2 separate regions of the Macaca mulatta genome follow, and region 2 is linked to region 1. Evidence: chromatin contacts called from public Hi-C data. All regions are on one chromosome and are shown on one strand. The core of a region is the stretch at or near the end of the contact, and the rest is flanking DNA. Distances in the headings are between cores, read along the strand shown.

What was found. Hi-C and Micro-C count contacts between places; a contact is called where the count stands out from the background.
Region 2: a Hi-C map of liver shows a contact between it and region 1, with 4 times the contacts expected there. The contact joins the promoter of TM7SF3 here to the promoter of FGFR1OP2 in region 1. A contact is called at or near these places in 5 of 14 Hi-C or Micro-C datasets (blood, cortical neurons, fetal cortex germinal zone and 2 more).

Annotation. Positions count from the first base shown.
Region 1 is chr11:29,299,880-29,306,621 of T2T-MMU8v2.0, forward strand. It overlaps FGFR1OP2 (FGFR1 oncogene partner 2), which reads left to right and starts at 1,627. Exons shown (of 6, transcript NM_001257773.1): 1 at 1,627-1,763. INTS13 (integrator complex subunit 13) reads right to left here and starts at 1,601. Exons shown (of 16, transcript XM_077953754.1): 1 at 1,323-1,601. The coding sequence starts at 1,434.
Region 2 is chr11:29,378,123-29,385,032 of T2T-MMU8v2.0, forward strand. It overlaps TM7SF3 (transmembrane 7 superfamily member 3), which reads right to left and starts at 3,727. Exons shown (of 12, transcript XM_001099269.5): 1 at 3,421-3,727. The coding sequence starts at 3,511.

The DNA of each region.
Region 1 (6,742 bases), core at 377-2,876:
TCCAACAAAGGACAGTTTAATGAGGTCATGACCAGAAAGCAACGGTATCAATACACCATATGAGGCTGTTACTCTACCAGGCACAGACAAAATTACTAGTGCATACATTTTTGGTTTTGCTTTTAAAATGAACTTAAAATTGTCAGAGGGAAACATTTTGACATTTAATTGTATTTGATTCCCTTACATATACGAAACATAGTAAGTGACAAATACTCTTGAAATACACCTTTATGGTCCTTGCTAATTGACGTTCGTCACATATAAACCCCAAGCCAGTATTTTTGGACTTCCCTCCTAGAAAAACGTTTGAAGATTTCTGGAAAAGGGGGACTGGGGGGTAGGGGTGCGGAATTAACAGGAAAGTGGAGTGACAGCAAAAGAAAAGGCCAAAACAAAGATAAACATCTCCTAAGATAACCGCACATTAGGTCTTCGCCTTAGGATGAGGACCCCAACTTCACACTCTCCCCTTAGCTTTTGAAACATCACAGTAATTTACAAGGTAGAGCAGAAAAACTTAGTTGTTACCATCACACTGGTGTGGAAGAGGAAATTTAAAACTTTTAAAACTTTTACTTATTAAAACAGAGCATATGGTACTCCCCTGCTTCGCTAACAAAATCTTATACTGAATAGACAATCCACATTCGAAAAGCACATGGCAAGCAAAGCCAAAGTGTTAATCAAAACGAACTGATTTCTTACGATCCAGCTATTTTCACCTCCTGCTTTCAAGACGCATCTCCCCTTCACGCAAAACTCTCTGAGAAACCTTCTAGACCCACTTTGCTGCAGGGTGGGGGGTGGAAAATACAAGGTGAGTGGATAAGACCTCAGGATCGAGGTTCGCTTACTTTCGTGCCTGGTCCTGCAGTGAAAACGAAGAGGCTATGGACCACAGCCTCTCTGGAAAAGGCTGCTGGCTGGGTGGGGAGAGTCAGCGCACAGTCGGGAGTGTCTGGTGCCACAGACAGGGGACTATGCTTTCCCCGATCATCTCCTAGCACACCGGTCCTTCCCAGGCTTCCTGAGAGCAAGAGCGCGCGTGCGCGTGCACACTCACACACTCGGGCTCGCGCGTGCGCACAGCGATCTCCGACAGCCCCGCCAAGTCTCCCTTCCCCCTCGGAGGGCCAGGCTTCCCAGTCGCCGAACAGGAAGAGGGCGGGGCCAAAGAGGAAAAAAAAGCCTCCACCCCTCGAGATTTTCCACCCACTAATTTTCCCAGTCACCCATTGGGAAGCAGGATCTGGGCGACCTGAAAGCCTCCCCAACAGCGAAGTACCAACCACGGCCCCCTGAGCGTACGGCCCACCCACCCGGTCTCCCCTTCTCTGTCTCTCCACCCTGGCCGGTTTCCCCTGGAAAAACTCGCGAGACTTTGCGAGAGGCCGAGCGAAGGCCTGGGAGGGGAGGAATAGGGAGGGACATACAAGGGCCCCGCCCCGCTTTCTCGCGCAAAGCGGAGAGTGGTCGGTTTTGCCCCACCGTAACGCGAGGAAGGAAATCTCGCGAGGCTGGAGTCCTCCGGGAGAGCCTGTCGGAGGCGGTCGGCGGAGGTGTCTACCCATCCGGTGATGGGGCTGAACGCCACTGTCTGCCCGGACACCCCTACGCTGCCTCCGTGCGGCTCTGCGTCTGCTTGCTGAGGAGGCGGATTAGGGGCGCAGAGTCTCTTCCTTTGAGTGCCTAGGTCCCGGTTAGTAGAGGCTTTGAGTCCGCATCGCCACAGCTGACGGCTGCGAGGGACTAAGAGCAGAGTAAGTGGACTAAATCCAGGGACGGGAGCAGGGGTGGGCGACTCGGAGGCGTCCTTCGCTGGGGCAGTCTTTCGCCCGGGCCGGTGCCTTGCGCCTCTTGAACCACCGGCGCGCAGCCCTGGCCGCTTCCAGCCGCAGGTTCCCAGCTCCTGGGAACCGGAGTTCCTCTCCGCACCCCTCCGGCTCCGAGCTCCTCATAATGGAGATGGGGTGCGGAAAGTTTAGTGAAAAGCCTTGGCCCTAACGCTTTGGACACACCTTCCGTATCTACTTTCATCCTGCCTTGGCCACCTGCGGGCTCACCACCGGACGGGGGACCCTTTCAGTCACCTGTTTGCAGCGTCTAATGGAGATAACTTGTTTCTTGAAACTGCTCTCCAAGGGGTATTACTCTTTTCTGGTTTACTTCTTGCCTTTCTTCTGTATCCCATCTCTGATAACGGTTCCAGTATCTGTCCTGCTATCCAAACTGGAAAACCAGGAATCATCCTTGGTTCTTCATTTCCACTCACACTGCATTGTATTATTATTATTTTTTTCGCCAGAATTAGTGCGGTTGCCCTCCCGCCCCCCGCCCTCCACTGGTTTCTCTGCTATAATCCTTCCATAGAGTTATTCTAAAATACATATTTATCTCTGTCCTTTCCTTAAACTTTTTAGTAACTGTATTGCTGACAGAATCAAATCCTAATTGTTAAGCACATCATCATTCAGGATCTTTTACAGTCTGCCCCAATCCATTTTACCTTTTAGTCTTGCTTTAATATCCGACCATACCAGATTATACTGGCTGTTTCCCCAAACATGCCATGCACTTTGACAGCTCTGTACTTTTGTACGTGCAGTACCATCTGTCTAGGATACTTACTGTTCCTCTCTTTTACCGCCTATCAAAACCCAATTCATAAATCATTGTCTTCTCATACTCCCCCAGGTGACATTGATACCGCTGTGCTCCCTACGCATTTGAAACATTTCTTCTGCAGTATTTATTAGGTTGTATTATTTGTTTCTGTATCTGCCTCTCCTGCCAATTTGAACCTGGGTCTGTCTGGAATCAGGTCTTACTCATCTCTGAGAAAAAGTCCAATACTTGACACGTAGCAAGCATTATTTATATATACATATGTATATTTATTGAAATTGAATAGTTCTAAAGAATTCACCATAAGAGTTCTTCATCCTTTAAAATCATAGAATTTTGGAGCCAGAAGGAACTCTGTACATTGGCTTAAAGGCTCCTGACCTGTTTTGAATGTGAGAAACCCTGCACTTCTAATACACACGCAGTTGTACTTTTAGTAATTGTTGATTGAAATTACGTATAATGACAGAAAACTACTATGCTTTTAAATGATTTTGTATTTTATTTTTGTAGTATCTTTATATTTGAGAAATGGAGCAGAAATCTCCATTGACTACAGACAGTGCTTGGAGTATGTGCATTCAGGCAACTCTTCCACTGACTCCTTCGCCTGTAGGTTAGAAATAGCTGGTTTATATTAGGTTCCTTCTTGAATTGTCATAACTGTTTAAACATATGTATATGAAACTTATATTCAGCCATAATTCTAAGGGAACGTGTAATATTTTAAAAAATCCTCGTGTCATTACTTCCAAAATCTTTCTTCCAACTTTAAAAATTAATTTTCTTCAGAAAGTGTCTATACATTTACAAACGTATATTCATTCCACTGTTTTCAAGAACAGTGAAAATTTTCTTTGCTTTCAGATACAGCGATATGTCTGTGTAAATGCTTGTTTTTATATGTAATTTACATGCATTCTTTCTTGCATTCTTAAGATTATAAGTTTATTTGAAAACCATGACTATACCTTTTAGTTTTTTTATTTTCATATGGGTCAGTTCATATAATATTAGAGATATATACCTGAACATGAAAAAATTTAAACTAGATTGTCGACATTTAAAAACACATCTGTGGTGTATCAGTAGCCACAGTATTTCTGTGTAGATGTAGTGGTAGGAGTAGTGGATTGGCCGATAAGGGAAACAAAGTTTCCAATCAGTAAACATTCATTGATCTTATAGTTAATGTGACGCCTAATTAAAATGGTTGCTAGGCTTTTATTATCTAGAAAATACTTGAAATTTTTTTAGTCCTTAAAATTTCTCTTACATTTCATATATATTCCCATTTATTTTCTGAGGTTGGCTTGAAAAATATGACTTGAATTTCCTTAAATTTTTCTTAACCAAAATCTGAAAGTAAACAGCTGGCAATTGCTGTCTTGGGTGGGTGGTGGTTTCTCTTTTATCAGCAGCAGAATGTTCTGAGCCTTCTGCCAGGAGTCTGACTGCAAAAGTCTTTGGGTGGTAAAGTGGGCGAGAATGTGACTAATGCAGAAAAGAAAAAAATAATTTTTTTAACTTGCTAAAAAAAAAAAAAAGATTCACCTGTAATTTGGACCTGCCTAGAGAAAATAATGTAAGTAAGTGTATTATGGCCAGTTAAGATAGGCACTACAAAAATAGGTCAAAAAGTTTAGAATATTCCTTTTTTACTGAAGTCTGTTTTTTTTTTTTTTTTTTGAGATGGAGTCTTGCTCTGTCGCCCAGGCTGGAGTGCAGTGGCGCCATCTCGGCTTACTGCAAGCTCCACCTCCACCTCCTGGGTTCAGGCCATTCTCCTGCCTCAGCCTCCCGAGTAGCTGGGACTACAGGCACCCGCCACCACGCCCGGCTAATTTTTTGTATTTTTAGTAGAGATAGGGTTTCACCCTGTTAGCCAGGATGGTCTCAATCTCCTGACCACATGATCTGCCCGTCTCGGCCTCCCAGTGAAGTCTGTTTTTTAAAATTTGAAACTTGTTAGAGAGTTTGGAAAACAGTCTTCTTCCTCCCACTCCACTTCCTGGCCAAAAAAGAGGGGAAGCATAATGGTCTTCAAAAAAGGTGATAAAGTAAATGCATATTAAAAAATATTTTAAACTTTTGTGTGGTTTCACTTACAGGAAATGAACATGCAAATTCTTAGAAACTGTTGTCACTGTGTTTCTGAAATGCTAAAAAAATTATGCTTTGAGCTATCTACTGTTTATAATTCCTTTCCCTGAATAGGTAGGTTTTTATAGTTAACAAATTTTAAATGTAGTTCATTTTGATAGTAGTATTTCATTATGCAATCTGGAGAGGAGAGAATGTTTTTCATAAAGTGGATGTTAATTGCAATTTTAAAAAGCCAATCAGTAAACATTCATTAATCTTGTAATTAACTGTGACACCTAATTAAAATGGTTGCTTGCTAGGCTGTTAAGTCTGGAAAATATTTGAATTTTTTTAATTCTTTAAAATTTGTCTTCATATACATTCCCATTTCTTTTCTATGGCGGCTTGAAAATTTTAAAAAATATCTTGGATGTTCCATTTGTGGGGTAGGGTCAGAGAATTTACTTTCTTTTGTTTTCCACCTAATGAGATTGAAATGATTTCTGTATAGGTGAAAAGCAAACAGAACCCTGGGAATCCAGTGTGACTTAAGAATAGGACACTAGACTGGGGATCAGAAGTTCTATTTTTGTTGGTAGTTTGGCTCCTTCCTTTCTTTGTGGCGCTGTCATTCGGCTTTTTTGTTTGAGTTGGAGTCTCGCTCTGTCGCCCAGGCTGGGGTGCAATGGCGCAATCTCAGCTCACTGCAACCTCCACCTCCCGGGCTCAAGCAGTTCTCCTGCCTCAGCCTCCCGAGTAGCTGGGATTACAGGCGTGCGCCACCACACCCGGCTAATTGTTGCATTTTTAGTAGGGACAGGGTTTCATGTTGGTCAGGCTCGTCTCGATCTCCTGGCCTTGTGATCCGCCTGCCTTGGCCTCCCAGAGTACTGGGATTACAGGCGTGAGCCACTCAGCTTTTTAGATTTGGAATTCCTGGGTCTATTTCCTCATTGGTAAAATGGGAATAACACTTGTCCTCTTGCCCAAATGACAGTATAAAGTAGTTATTGCTCAGATTCAGAAGGCTACCAACAGTTTGAATTAATTAAAATTATTACCTAACAGTTTGATTTTCCTTTAGGGTACTCTAGAGATCCATTTGGATAGAGTTAGGTTAGAGAGAAGGCAAAGAATAGGTGAAGCAATTTTAAAGAAGAAAACAGTGACTTATACATATTAGCAAGAGTTTATTTTACAGCTGTTACATTTGAGGCAATGTGGTATTGATGCAGAAATAAATCGTCATTTTAAGAGGGCAGGTTTCATCATGGTTCTAATTGCGTTTCTTTAATGGCTGATGATGTTGAACATCTTTTCTTGTTTCTTATTTGTCCATATCTTTTTGGTTCACGAGTAAAGTCTTTTATTCATTTTTATTTGGATTATTTTCTTACTGTTTCGAGAGGTTTTTATGTGTTCTAGATACAAGTCCTTTGTTGGATAAGTAATTTGAAAATATTTTCTCCCAGCCTGTAGCTTGTCTTTTCAAACTCTCTAAACAGTGTCTTTCCCAGAACAAAAGTTTGTGGTTTTGATGAGGTTCAGTTTATCAAATTTTTCTTTTATGAATCATGCTTTTAGTGTCATGTTTACAAAAACCTTTGCCTAACCCCAGGTCACAAATATTTTCTCTTAATTTTTTCCTGGAAGTGTTATTGTTTTTAATTTTGCATTTAGACTTATGGTCCATTTTGAGTTAATTTTGGTATAAAGTGTAAGAATTACGTTGGGATTAAACTTTTGGCATATAGATGTCCAGTTCCTCCAACAACATTTGTTGAAAAAGCCAACCTTTCTCCTCTGACTTGCCTTTGCACCTTTTCAAAAATCAGTTGGTCATTTTTGTATGGCCCTGTTTCTAAACTTATTCTGTCTCTCAGCTCTATGCCACCTTGATTGCAGTAGCTTTATAGTAAGTCTTAAACTTTGGTAGTGTGGAAAAAACTCTGAAAAATAGTTTCTTCAACTTTTTTTTGTTTTCATAGTTGTTTTATCTAGTTTCTTTGCATTTCCATAGAAATTTTAG
Region 2 (6,910 bases), core at 2,477-4,976, 80 kb after region 1:
ATGACTTGGAGAGTAGGAGGAAAAAAGACAGCACATCAAAAGATATTACAAAGCAAATGGCTAACATCAAGTTGGGGCACTTCCACTAGCTTTCCTCTAAAAAGAAATGGCTTTTTTTTGCCATCTGACCTATAGAAGGGACTTGAAACAATTTTCACACCCATCTTCCATTCTTACTCAGAATCACTTTTTCTTTCCAATAATTCCACTTTAAAAAGTGCTGCCCAATCCTAACCTTTTCCTTTTTCTTTCCGAATCAGATCCTAATCTGGCAACCATAAAAATTTCCAACTCCTCCTTTTTACTATTTTACTAAAATTTACTTCCACTGTTTGTGTTTCAACACAACAACCAAATTCTAAGAGAAATCTATCATAGCCTAGTCTTCTCTTCAGATTAAAAACAAAAACAGTTCAGCTACTTGAGTTGGTCAGCTGTCAACTGCCCCTCCCAATTTCTCATTGTTATCTTCTTACAAATGTTCAATAGCCCTAAAGGTTGAAAGGAAACACAAAAATAAACATATTAGCATCATACACTTTTTAGAGAAAGACAGCACTTGCAACTAACCACAAATGGCCTGCTACCTTGGTAAAGCACCATCAACAGCACGAAGACTGCAAGGCCCAAATGATGCTGTGCTCAAGTCCAATTACTATGAAATTCCAGGGGAGTTACTGGATATGAATCTAAGCAAATGAAAGATGTTAAAGGCAGCAGTGAACTGGGACTCCAAGAGAAGGAAAAACTGCTTAAAAGTGTGATCCATCTCATGTGCCCACTGGTCACAGAAAGCACCCTCCTCAGACATTCTAGGAACTCCATCTGCCACGTTCCAAAATTTATTTAGCATTCAGGCCACTACCGAAGTCATGCAAGTTAGCTCATCCTGCCAAAGATGGGTAAATCCTCCTAAATTACAGCAGATGCTCAGTTTCTTCAGTTTGTATGGTTATCAGAATCATCATCATCAAACATCAATCCAGCCATTTTCTAGGAAGATTATGCAAATCCTGAACTACATCCTTCTACCCTTCCACACTGATTTTTATCTGACAGATGTGGAGAATATCAGCTTTTATTATCACTCAGCAGTTAGGTCCCCACATTGTCCCTCTTTTGCACAGAATGACAATACCAATGCAAGGCAAAAAGAATAACATTGAGGAATATCAGTGCTATTAATCATAGCAGAGAGGTAAAAAAATAGTGTCTGAAAAAATATTAATTTCTCAACTTATTCATATATTTTAACTTTTGTATAAAAATTTCTAGGTATGAAATACTAAAACACCAACTAGAAAGAAAAAGGTCTGGATGCCTGCTCTTCTGACTCGGGCTGGCCTCGATCAAGTAAAAACTCTAATATCTCAAATTTTTCACCTGTTAAAATGGAGATAGCATCTCTTCTACCTCCATCATAAAGCTACTTTGAAGAATGAGGATTCACAGAAGGATTAAGTACAAAGCACCATGCCATGTAAGATATTCTTATTGGAAGGCAGCTTTACTGAAGTGGAAGGACTATGAAATTTGCAGGGAGACTCACCTGGGTCCAAGTCCCATCTGTAACCCTAGCAGCTGTTCATTTGTTCCTCTGATAAGTGAGGAAGATCATTATATTGTAGGGTGGTAGGGATTAAATAACACTGCACATGGAAAGCACCTGGCACACACTATACACAGGGAATGTTAGTGCTCTATTATAAGCAAGGTTTTTCTGGAAAAAAAAAAAATTGCCCTTTTCAACTTTGGCCTCAGTCCTATACAAAGATCCTAGAATTCAGTTTGCACGAGGGCTTTTCAAATATAAGTGCATAGGAACACAATCACATTATTCAGAAAATATTATGTTTCAGAACTGCGACTAGTCTATAAACCTCAAAACAAAACAGAATGCGCTTAATTTCATGGAAAAGCACATGATGATCTGCCTGGCACAACTAGTGCCTTTGACATTTTATATTAACAAACCATGAGCTGTTGCCCAAACTCATTCACCAAGCACAAGACCTACAATCTAACACTCCATTCTGAGTTCTCACTGAGATGAGCAAGAGTCACCTGAAATCGGCCGGGCGCGGTGTCTCACGCCTGTAATCCCAGCACTCTGGGAGACCAAGGCGGGCAGATTACGAGGTCAGTAGTTCGAGACCAGCCTGCACACATGGTGAAACCCCGTCTGTACTAAAAATACAAAAACTAGCTGGGTGTGGTGGCGGGCACCTGTAATCGCAGCTACCCAGGGAGGCTGAGGCAGGAGAATCGCTTGAAGCCAGGAGGCGGAGGTTGCAGTCAGCCAAGGTCATGCCACTGCACTCCAGCCTGGGTGACAGAATGAGACTCCGGCTAAAAAAAAAAAAAGGCACCTGAAATCATCAAAAATGGTGTACTCATAGGGAGCCAAGCCCAGGCATGTTTCTTCTTGGCTCCCACAGGTGAATTTGAAGTGGCAAGAGAACTTCGTTGATTCTTGTTTTTCTCATTTTAGTTTTACTCTCTATTAAATTGTTACTTTTTACAGTTCACTTATGGATGACAAGTTATTTCCTGTTGGTAGCTGCAATGATTGGGAATTTTGTGATCTGTAAACGAATTAATATCTCATAGAGACCTATTTCCTGTTGGATATGAGACAACAGAGAACACAGTTTTTGTCCACTTGTCTTTTTTGAGGTCAAATCGATGAGAAATTTCTTGCCCTCAAGTAAGGAGAACAACTCTGATACCTGGACTGGCAAGCTTTTGTGTTTCTGTGTTTATTTTTCATCTGTGGCTGAACCTGTAGAATTGAGGGTGTACATTCTCTATCTATATGTCTATGTATCTGTTATTCAGAAAGTCCTTTATTTCTCATTGTGAGTATGTAATGTTTTCCTGTCTCCAGATGGTATTAATAAATTAGATGGTAAAGGCTCTTTAAAAATAAATAAAGCCCCATTCTGGATTCATTTTTCCTCTCAAACTCTGCAGAACATAACCAATTTGAAAAGCCTCTAGATTTGGGGGGTGTAAAAGTTCCATGCAGCTTGAGAGCCATCAGTCATTAAGCCCCTAGTTCCACCCCAAGTCTTGCTGTCCAGAAGCTCAGTCCACTGGGGAGTAAAGAGGCGCTTTAGTATGTTAAATTAAAGCCACAAACATGGCTGCTCCCTAAGGGAGATAATACTGCGTTAAAAGAAAGAGAATTATTTGTCTCTTCCCATTTTCTCCGCTAAATGAGGAGGTTAATAATAAGGCCTCCTTAGCCATGCGTGTTTCCACTGCAGGAAACACCATTCGTGCCCGTTCTGGACTCACCACCCGGCAAGTACCCCAGCACCATCGCCCTGCTAGGCTGACAGACCCCGGGCTGATTTTGACCTTGCAAGAAATGCAAAAGCAACTTTGGGAGGCAGAAGCCAGGTGCCCCGACCTTACCCTCGCTGGAGTTCCCGAAGACCTCGGCTGCACCCGCCACCCGGCGTTCGGATGCCAGCACCGCTACGACCAGCAGCTGCAGGAGCCCCATTGCTGCCAGGGCCGGGCTGGGCCCACGCCAGGGCCAGGGAGGGATGCGGGCGTGCGCGCCGGGGCCCCGCAGCCTCGCCCGCGCTATCCCGGGGCGTCCGCACCGGGCGTCATCGCCTGCCAGGTGCAGACGCCTAGCACCTGCCAGCTCCGCAGCCGCCGGCGCGCGCCCCGCCGCACTCCTAGCGCCAGCGAGAGGTTTCCTCTTCCGGCACCTGACCCCAGGCGCGCGTTCCCGCGCCTCCTCCCGGGCTCTCGCTGCGTCACTGCTGCGGGTCTCCGGGCGCGGGCGGCGCTGGGGCATTTCCAGGCAGCGCGCGCCTCCTGCCGGCGCGCGGGGAACACGCAGCCCGCGACGCTCCCGGGAGCCCCCAGGACATCCTGGCTTGAGGTCCAGTCTTCCCACTTTTATCTCACCAAGTAGGCAAGCCACTGTGAAAGTACAAAATAACTTTCTGTTGCGGACTAACGTCACCAACCTTCTGTTTCCGTCTTTAACGGTCCTTTACAACAGCAAAAAAAAAGAGGAATCGGTTGCGAAAAACACAGTCGAAGGTTATTTCCCCCGGTAGCAACTGTCTTCGCTGCTGAGGCTTATGTTAGTGTAACAACGCCAGGAGAATGCTGTTTGTGTAGTAGCGCACTAGTCATGAGCACTACATTTAAAAACAGTTTCGTTTTCTCTAAGCGAAATATCCTCGAAGACACGGCCTTGGTCTGAACTTCCTCTCAAGTCTCATACCTGAGTGCTGTTTAAGGGACAGTAGTCCATGTGACAGATGGCTCATCGATGATGTGGAATTAGACGCATAGATTTAAAGTTATTTGGGGAGGATTGTCTTGCTTTCCTTCCCTGGTTTTGGTTTTTTTACTTACATATTTTGATGAGCAACTTACAGCTTGGAAATTACATGTTCAGTTAACCTACTACTAACCATCTATAGCTGTGACCATAATGTGAAGAGGTGTTAAAGACAAAATTATTCAATGATACTTGAAGCAACGAACGAAGACTATTGAGGACTGTCTCAGTTGGCATAGGGACCACTGCAACTGGGTCTTGCAGTGCGGAAGAGGGACTGGGCTCAACTCTGAATACAGCACGGGGAAGAGGGAATTGGTAGCCAACCAGCAGCATGGAGTTCAGCGGATGGAAAATTACTAAGAGGAAACATCAGAGGTAAGGGGCATTTAGTGAAACTGACGTTCTAACAGGACTCATCCTGAAGACAGAACATCACCTGGGGCATGGTGGAGGGTGAGGAAACATTAGATATGGAGGAAAGGGGGGATCTTCGCTAAAACTGGATTTTTACAAAGAAGTGCACAGATGGACCTAGCAGAAGATTCAGAAGCCGTACTAAAGTTTGGCCAAGCAAATAATCTTTGCCACAGGCACAGTTCCTTTTCTGCTCTCACACTGCCCCGTCCAAATTTTCACACCTTTGGTACTACTATCTATTTCTGTAATGCTTATTCACTCTCCCACGTGCCCCTATTCCTATAACCCTCAGTAGATGAAATCCAAGGAACATGAAAGGAACAATTATGATAAGGGTAGCATCTAAATCAGTGGATGGATTATTCAATAAATTGTGTTATTACTGATTAGCTGCACTATGGGCAGAAAGAATCAGAACACTATCTCACACTAATTGTGAAAACAAAACCGCAAAGTAATAAACCATAAAAGAACTAGCAGAAGAGGGCTCTCTCTCTTTTTTTTTTTTAATAAATTGATCTCAAAAAGGGAGGAGCTTTCTAAGAAGCAAAACAGCAAAGGAAACAACCATAAAGGAAAATATTGGTAGACTTGGCTACATAAATACTTTTTACATAAATATTTAAATTTTATTAAACACGTAAGCAATATGAAAAGGCAAGTTGATGACCAAAAAATAAAAATTAGCTAAGGACACGAATAGGGAATTTCACCCAAAAAAAAAAGAAATACAAATTACCAGTAAATACATGAAAAAAGTTCAATCTCACTAGTAAACAAACAAATCAAATTAAGAAATTAATATGTAAATATTTTTAAAGTATAAGAACATCCAGTACGGATAAAAGAGCTGAGAAGGAGGCATTCTTAGTAGGTAGGGATAGTGGGAATATACACTTCAATAAAGTAATCCGCATCAAAAATGTTTAAAAATCTTATTTTTGTAGATTTGGTATAATCCACTTTAAGATTTAAGTATGTAATTAAATACACATATAAAAATTAGTATAAGCTGGGGGAAGTGGTACATGCCTGTAGTCCCAGATACTCAGGAGGCTGAGGCAGGAGGATTGCTTCAGCCCAGGAGTTCAAGGGGGCAGTGCTCTATGATTGCACCTGTGAATAGCCACTGCCCTCCGGCCTGGGCAACATAGTGAGACCCCATCTCTTAAAAAAAATTTAGTGTACAAAACTATTCATGAAGGTATTATTTAGAGTATCTAAAACAACCTAAATGCCCAACAATTAGGAATTAAATAACCTATGATACAGCTTTATAATAGAATCCTGTGCAGCCCTTCATTTATATTCTGATTGAAGTCTTTATGGAAAGGCAACTGATGATGCAATAAGTATATATAGTATGTGGTTTTTCTTTTTTTTTCTAACACATCTTTTATTGACTCAGAGGAATGGATACACTTTTGTTGTTTGTTTGTTTGTTTGTTTGTTTTTTGAAATGGAGTCTTGTTCTGTCTCCCAGGCTGGAGTGCAGTGAAGCAATCTTGGCTCACTGCAACGTCCATCTCCTGGGTTCAAGCAATTCTCTTGCCTCTGCCTCCCAAGTAGCTGGGATTAGAGGCACACACCACCATGTCCAGCTAATTTTTTTAGTAGAGATGGGGTTTCACCATGTTGGCCAGGCTGGTCTCGAACTCCTGACCTTGTGATCTGCCTGCCTTGGCCTCCCAAAGTGCTGGGATTATAAGCCACCACACCCGGCCTGTAATTTTTTTTAAAAGACAAGATCTCACTATGTTACCCAGGCTGGCCTCAAACTCCCAGATGTAAGAATTGAAGAAAGAGAAAAAAACAGGAAAGGTGACTTAGAAGTCAAGGATGGGTTTATTGTAGAGAAAACAAACCTGAGAGGGGCTTCTGGCCAGTTAGGTTAGAGGCACACTCTCTTACGGACTAAGAGTTTTTAAGGATTTAGGGTGGGAGTGTTTATCAGAGGCTTAGATTGCTTCTGTGTCTGTTGTGCTTATCTGGGAGGGAGAGTTGTGTGTCTGTTCCCATACATCTTTTTGCAGCTGCAGGCATATCCCTGAGTCTGCTTTTACCTTCCCTATCTTAGTGCATCTGAAGGGAACGGAATGTACTTATTAAGGCCCACTGTTTTACTGGGGTCCATTGTATGAGGGTGAAGTTTGGCAGTTACCCAAGAGACTTTCCCCT